Regions from separate parts of the Sus scrofa genome. Here region 1 is linked to region 2. Evidence: chromatin contacts called from public HiChIP or PLAC-seq data. All regions are on one chromosome and are shown on one strand. Each heading gives the region's core, a stretch centred on a gene start, on an enhancer-like site or on the middle of the called end of the contact. The rest is flanking DNA. Distances are from core to core; before and after follow the strand shown.

The links. HiChIP or PLAC-seq counts read pairs in DNA pulled down with a chosen protein or histone mark.
Region 1: a contact with region 2 is called in an H3K27ac HiChIP or PLAC-seq map of alveolar macrophages. The contact joins the promoter of FKBP7 here to the promoter of RBM45 in region 2. A contact is called at or near these places in 1 of 47 Hi-C or Micro-C datasets (heart right ventricle) and 2 of 2 datasets of contacts at active chromatin or transcription factors (alveolar macrophages and skeletal muscle).

The regions. Positions count from the first base shown.
Region 1 is chr15:84,180,740-84,184,271 of Sscrofa11.1, forward strand. It overlaps FKBP7 (peptidyl-prolyl cis-trans isomerase FKBP7), which reads right to left and starts at 2,131. Exons shown (of 4, transcript XM_005657565.3): 1 at 1,808-2,131; 2 at 688-839. The coding sequence starts at 2,016.
Region 2 is chr15:83,791,020-83,794,328 of Sscrofa11.1, forward strand. RBM45 (RNA-binding protein 45) reads left to right here and starts at 1,830. Exons shown (of 7, transcript XM_021074965.1): 1 at 1,830-2,264. The coding sequence starts at 1,965.

The DNA of each region.
Region 1 (3,532 bases), core at 881-3,380, 390 kb after region 2:
CTCTACCCTCTCCCCAGACTCTGTCAACCACCCTTTTCTTCCTGGCTCTATGAATTTTACTGTTCTAGTTAGCTCATATAAGTGGGTCGTACTGTATTTGCTTTTTGTGTTTGGCTTATTTCACTTAGCATTATGTACTCAAGATTTACCCATGTTGTAGTGTGTTTTAGTGTGCTGTGGCATGTCAGAATTTCCTTCTTTTTAAACACTGAATAATATTCCATTGAATGCCACAATTTGTTTATCTATTCATCTGTCAATGGACATGGGTTATTTTCTGTTTTTGGCTATTTGAATAGTGCTGCTATGAACGTGATTATACAGATATAACTTTAAGACTCTGCTTTCAATTTTTTTTGACTGTGTACCCAGAAGTATATGATTTATTTTTAAATATAACTTAGAGATATACATTTTTTTTTTCTTTTTAAAACCGCACCCAGGGCATATGAAAGTTCCCAGGCTAGGAGTGGAATTGGAGCTACAGCTGCCAGCCTACGCCACAGCCACAGCAACGCAGGATCTGAGCCATATCTGCGACCTACACCACAGCTCAAGGCAATGTCAGATCCTTAACCCACTGATCAAGGCCAGGAATTCAACCCAAGCCCTCATGGTTACTAGTAGGGTTCATTACAGCTGAGCCAGGACTGGAAGTCCCGAGATATACATATTAAAACACCTTACCATAGCCTTCCTTTCCATATGCAAAGGAAGGGGGTATAATCACTTTTCGCTTCTCTCCAGGGCACATATCCATCATGGCAATGTCTAGGCCTTTTATAACTTGTCCAACACCAAGAACAAACCATTTGGGGTGGCCTTCATTTTGTGTCCGACTATAATTAAAAATAACACCTAGGTAAGTTGGTTTCAAGAAAAATAAAATCAAAATTTAAAATACAGCTGATCATTTAGTTCCAATTTAATACTGGAGTCCTCTCTAGCCATCTCTTTCGCTATATTAAGACTACTTCTGAACCCCCTGGTGGGGTGTTTGGCTCAAACGTCCCTCCTAATAGCTAGGTAGAGGTATAATTTGCCCAAAGTTAGTCATTAGGAGTCATCTCATTTTCTTTTTTATTGTTATCTTTACAACAACTACTCAACAGTTAACCTTTTAATGGGTCTCCTACCCCTATCTAGCTGCATGGCTTGTCCAAATATTTTACCATTCTGGGCTATTTTCTTCTAAATCGAAAGAACAGTCTCCAATCCTATTTTTATAGGGTAGTAGCGCACAAGGAGAAAAGACATCCTACGTCTGAGTAATAAAACATGGATTAAATCAGAGTAGTGGTGGGATGAGAGGCATGGGAAGGGCATAGGGAAAGTCACCAAGGAAAGTCGCTGTTGTAGTGGCTTCTCTATACAGGTGGAAAGTGGCTTGACAGTAAATACTGTGCTCCTGAAGCCCGGATAATGTTTCTTAAAACTACCCTACGAAATCTTCTGTAAAGAGACTCTAGCCCACAGCCAAGAGAAGTGTGAACATTCTTACAATAACTTACTTCTGTAGGTTCCAAGAGTAGTTAGTGGTGGTGGTCCAGGGTGTGTGTGTATGAATGTAACGTATTTTTGATAACTTCTTGGGCTAACATTTTTCAATTAAAAGATAATATTCTATTTATTAGGGAACGATTGTATCAAATCTGATTCCCCCGCCCCCTAGAAATAAAAGGTTCAACTCTTACCGTTAAAAAACAAGAACGAACAAACCAACCAACAAATTAGGCTTCTGGTTGGTGTAGGGAGGGTAGATTTAATGCATCAACTGGACGCGGGAGCCGTTCGGATCATCTCCTACCTGCAGTAGAATTTCGAGCCGTCTTTAGCCAAGAAGCCGTCGTAATGTGCATTTAGCAGGTCTCCCTTTCTGCTTGTCTTAGAGCAGTTTTCTGGACGATGCAAAACTTCTATTTTCACTTCCTCTGTGCTCTCCTCTGTCTTTTGTCCCTGAGCAGTAAAAATGCCCCACACGTAAAAGAAAATGATTAATCTAAATAAAAAATGCATGATCGCTGGAGTCGGCCCCGACGGCCACCGCGTTCCCTGATGCGTGTCACTCGCGTGCAGTGGCAGCCCCCGCAGTCAGGTATTGCCACGTGGCAGGCATTGTCTACGTCACAAAGGGCAGGGGCCCGGTAGAAGCGTGGCCCCGCCCCCTTTCCCAGAGGCACGCCTAGCCGCAGAATTTTTGTGGGTTGGCTTGGGATCTTGTCCCCGTGGTACCCCACCCTCTGGTTGGCTGTCCTCAGTCGCTAAGGCAACATTGCACCCTTGCACCGCTATTTCCTCCCTAAGTCCGTGTATTTCACAGCCAGTTTCCTTAGGGGTCCATAGTAACGCTCGCGTAACCTTTTGAAACCGGCAAAAGACAAAATAAAAAAACTAGGGTGGGATGTTGTAGCTGGAGAATAGGACTTTCATTTCTAGGCGTGAAAGGATTCTCCTTATATCCCTAGAGAACTGGTGGGCATGGGGGGGGCATTCTGCTTTTGGGGTGTTTTTGAAGCGCCTTCTCCACGTCAGAGTCGTGCTTTTAAGAGGTTCCAGGCTATACCTCACGCTGGTAAATATGAGTGCTTTTGCTCCCCGCCCAGTTAAAGGCGTTTCCAAGAGCCGACTCCTTAATTCCATAGCTGTTGCAGGTTTGTGTTTCCTTCCCTCAACACTTGGGGTCGCCCTTGACTTGAGCGCTTACTGAAGTCTGGGAAAAGCTCTTGACAGGGTGGCTTTTCTTACAAACTCTGCGAGATGGGTAATTATCCACAATCACGCAGACGAGAACACGACGTAATTTGAGTGTTGGGCATTCTGTTTCAACCTAACAGTTAATACACAGCAGGGATATGACCAAGTCCGACACAAAGCCAGCCTTACATCCCCACCTTCAACATTTTAGTATGAAAAACTTTCCTGTAGAACAAATGAACTTTACTATGCCATCACCTCGACTACTTGGATGCTACCATTAACGTTTAAAAGTATTCGATTTATTACATATCCATCTGTCTACCAATTCACTTTATTTTCAAGTGAATACCCAAAGGCTTTTACCCAAACCAGAAGAACTTCAGCGAAGGCCTGGATTGGGTGTTATCTGGGGGAGGTTGCTTAAGAGGAGGCGTTATCCACCTTGGTGATGCTGAGAAAAGCCGCAGCACTGAGCCTGCGATATCTATAGATTTGAAAATTGTCATTTATATAAGACGATGATCATTTTCCAAACAGGATTTTAAAAATTATAAAGGCTAGGAAAGCCCCTATTTTTTGAGTAAAATAAACTCCAAAGTTTTCTTCCATGTTTTATATTTAAATGAAGTTATGGCTACCTAATATTCATTGTCGGTGTGGTAATTCCTTGGGGCCCCTCGCGGTTCCTTGCCGGGGGAATCTCAGGGGCACACCACCTGCCTAGGAAATAATTTCTCAGACCCCCCCCCCCGAATGTGAGGAGAATATGAAGGAAACATAAATAGGAAGTCTTTTATTATTATTATAAGTAGTAGTTTGAAAAAAACAACCTCTG
Region 2 (3,309 bases), core at 580-3,079:
ACTTATAAGAACTTTCTGATTTTCCTTGAATATGTGGTATTTCACATCATTAAATGGTAAAGAAATTACGCTTTGCTGGCATTTTCCAAGATTTCTGATCCTGGTTTTGTTTCATGCAATTTTTTATCCGTTCTAAAATAAAATTAACTGCTCTAAAATTTTCAGGATACCAAAGAGTAATCTTGTTTCACAAAGAATAGAAATTTCCCAGTTAAATTCAGTTTAAGAAAATTATACATTTTCCACTAGATGGCAGTAGTGTGCAAATAGTATTGCTAGAATCTGTACTTTTCCTGACATCAATAAAATTATTACATTACCACATTGTTTTCATTCACTTTGATTGGTTTGAGTAAGATAATGAGAAGTGGAAAGAAAATAAGTTACTTCCTTAATGTGCTAAGCTCCAGGGTAAACAGAGCCATCATTTTACAGATGCAGAATGAAATGCAAGGAGAAATTGTCACAATTTTGCACTAAAGCCAGAGTGAGAATTCAGAATCCCTAACTCTTAGCTGCCATTGTACAACTATACAATATCAATAGTGGGGGAGTGGACACCACAATTAAAGGAAATAAGAAAATTAATCTTTATCATGCACTGTACACATATTTTCTCATTTGATCCCTAAACTATTTGCTCTATATGTATTATCTCAAGTAGTCCTAACTATACAAACCCCATCTGTTAACTTCATAAGGGAAGGAGAGTGATCATTTTCTTCAGCACTGTCTCATTGGGGTATAACACAGTGCCCAACACACAGTAGATGAGTAGATGGTCAAAACATTTTTTGCTTAATAGAATTGATGAATTAATTAAACTTGACAACTACACTATTTAGTAGGTAATACTATTTCTACTTTACAGTTGAGGAAACAAGTTGGAAACATGAAGTAATTTGTTCAAATTCACACAATTCAGTAGCAAAATCATTTAACACAATCTGATACTACTTTGCATGATATATTTTCATGTAATACTTCCACAATAGGAAAAAACGCTCTCTGAGGGTAAGCATCATGTCCCTAAGTTTCCTTATTGTATGTCTAATTATTTGCACAAAGCCTGACTTATGGTTGGCCGGCAATAAGTGGTATTATTTATCTGTTTGCATTCATAGCAACCCAGGTCTTAGCACTCTAGACTTGAACATTTAAGAAGCTCTCTTCCTGGACCATTTTGTTGTTGTTGTTGTTTATTCCTTTCACTTCATTCCTTATTTCTGGATTTCTGCTAGTTTTTTGCTGACCTATCCTCAAGGCCCCTTTAACAAGAAGCCTTAGATGTCAGTACAGATTTTCCACTTTGCTTGCACGTTAGGACTTTCCCTAGTTCTGATCTCAAAACACCCACGGGTGCTCGTAGGAGTTGAGTAGATTAGCAGATGGCGTTATTTCTGGTTTTGACTCTGTTATTTGTATTTCTGTTACCTTTTGCTATTCCTTGGGTTCCAATTCTTCATCTCAATTTTCTCAACAAATGAGCCTGAAGTTGGATGATCGGTCTTAAAGGTTCGTTTTCAGCAGACTAAACAGTTTTAACTCTGTTCTGTAGAAGTCTTCTAGTGAGCTTAAGACCAAGATAGCAAGTTTGGGGGAAGAGTTCGTGGGCTTTGTGGGTGGAGCAGAGCCAGTTTCGGGGAAGCCGGAGGACCAGGCATTGCTGTTCTAACAACAGGGAACCTGGATCACACACCTAATATGCGCGCTCTGTCTTCGGATTGGATGCTCGGACCGCATATCAGGCTCCTCCAGGCCGTCAGGGGGAGCTGCAGGCCGCTCCCCGGAAGCCAGCGCCCTGCGCGGCTCGCCTGTGCCCGGGCGCCGGACTCTTCCGTCTTCCGGAAGCGGACGCTGGAGCGGCAACCGCTAGGAGTGTGGCTGAGGCGGTGGCCGGCACGGGTCGGAACGAGGTGGAGTAGAGTGGTTCGGGCCTGGCTCCCGCGCTGGGGTGGAGCACCATGGACGAAGCGGGCAGCTGTGCGAGCGGCGGGGGCTTCCGCCCGGGCGTGGACAGCCTGGACGAGCCGCCCAACAGCCGCATCTTCCTGGTGATCAGCAAGTACACGCCGGAGTCTGTGCTGAGGGAGCGCTTCTCGCCCTTCGGGGAGATCCAGGACATCTGGGTGGTGCGGGACAAACACACCAAGGAGTCCAAGGGCATCGCCTTCGTCAAGTTTGCCCGCAGCTCGCAGGCGTGCAGGGCCATGGAGGAGATGCACGGCCAGTGCCTCAGCCCCAACGACACCAAGCCCATCAAGGTGCGGGTGCCCGGGTCGGGGTGCCCCCGGGGCGGTGTCAGGGTCGGGTAGGGTTAATCGGTCCGCTCCCAACATTCCTGAGCGGGAGGAAGGGAGGACGGCGTTGGGGAGAAGATTTCCCAGGATCTCCTGCCCTCTAGGCTGCGGTGGGATGCGGGGGTGGGGAATGCGGAGAGAACATCCTCCCCCGGGTGACCGGGCATCTCCGATGACTAGAGCTGCTGAGCTGCAGTGGCCGGGCCTGCCCCTCTTCCGCCGTTACTAATCCACCGCCCAGCTCTGGTCCTGGCCTGCTTTAAGGACTTCTCTGACCCTCTTCTCTCAGACCTCCCGGCCTACCATTCTAAAAACAGATAACTGCTTTTCCTCAGGTGGGTAGGGGTTTAACAACTTGATAAAAGTACATTACACTGTGGCCCTCTGGTGTTAGGCATTTTCCCAGTACCAAGCAAAAGTATGCACGTATATAACATTTAAGTGCAGGTGATAAAATCTGCTACTGTTACACATTTATCACATTTCTGTAATTTTTAAAAATTGTTTCATAAACCCTTTTTTGTGAAGGTGTGTGTGTCCTAGGTTGTTAATGTCACTTTTCTTTGAAAGCAGACCAAAGTAAACTGCCTTAAAAAGAGACAAATCATTGTGATCGTAGTGTAATTGTATGTTTATTAAATGCTTCTTTGAATACGCTTAATTCATTCTGGTGGTATTTATATTACGTTTCCACACTTACTTCTCTGTAAAATTAACATAGTGACACATGGCAGGAAGAGCTATTTTGAGGGTTATTTGACTTTGTCCTATTAGCTACAGTGCCTGGCGCAAGGTAAGCCCTCAGTACATCTTTTTTGTCCGTAGTTGCCAAGATTCTATTTCTTACTTGCTCAATTCAGGACCCAGTCCTGAGAATCTCCCAGTTTAAATTGTACCTTTCACCTGTCCTGTGGAAATAGTTGCTGTATTTATAATTCTGTTGGAACTTTCCTCATAATTCTCTTTTCTCTCAACTTCTTTTCATTTTTTCCCCATTTACTATAGAAAA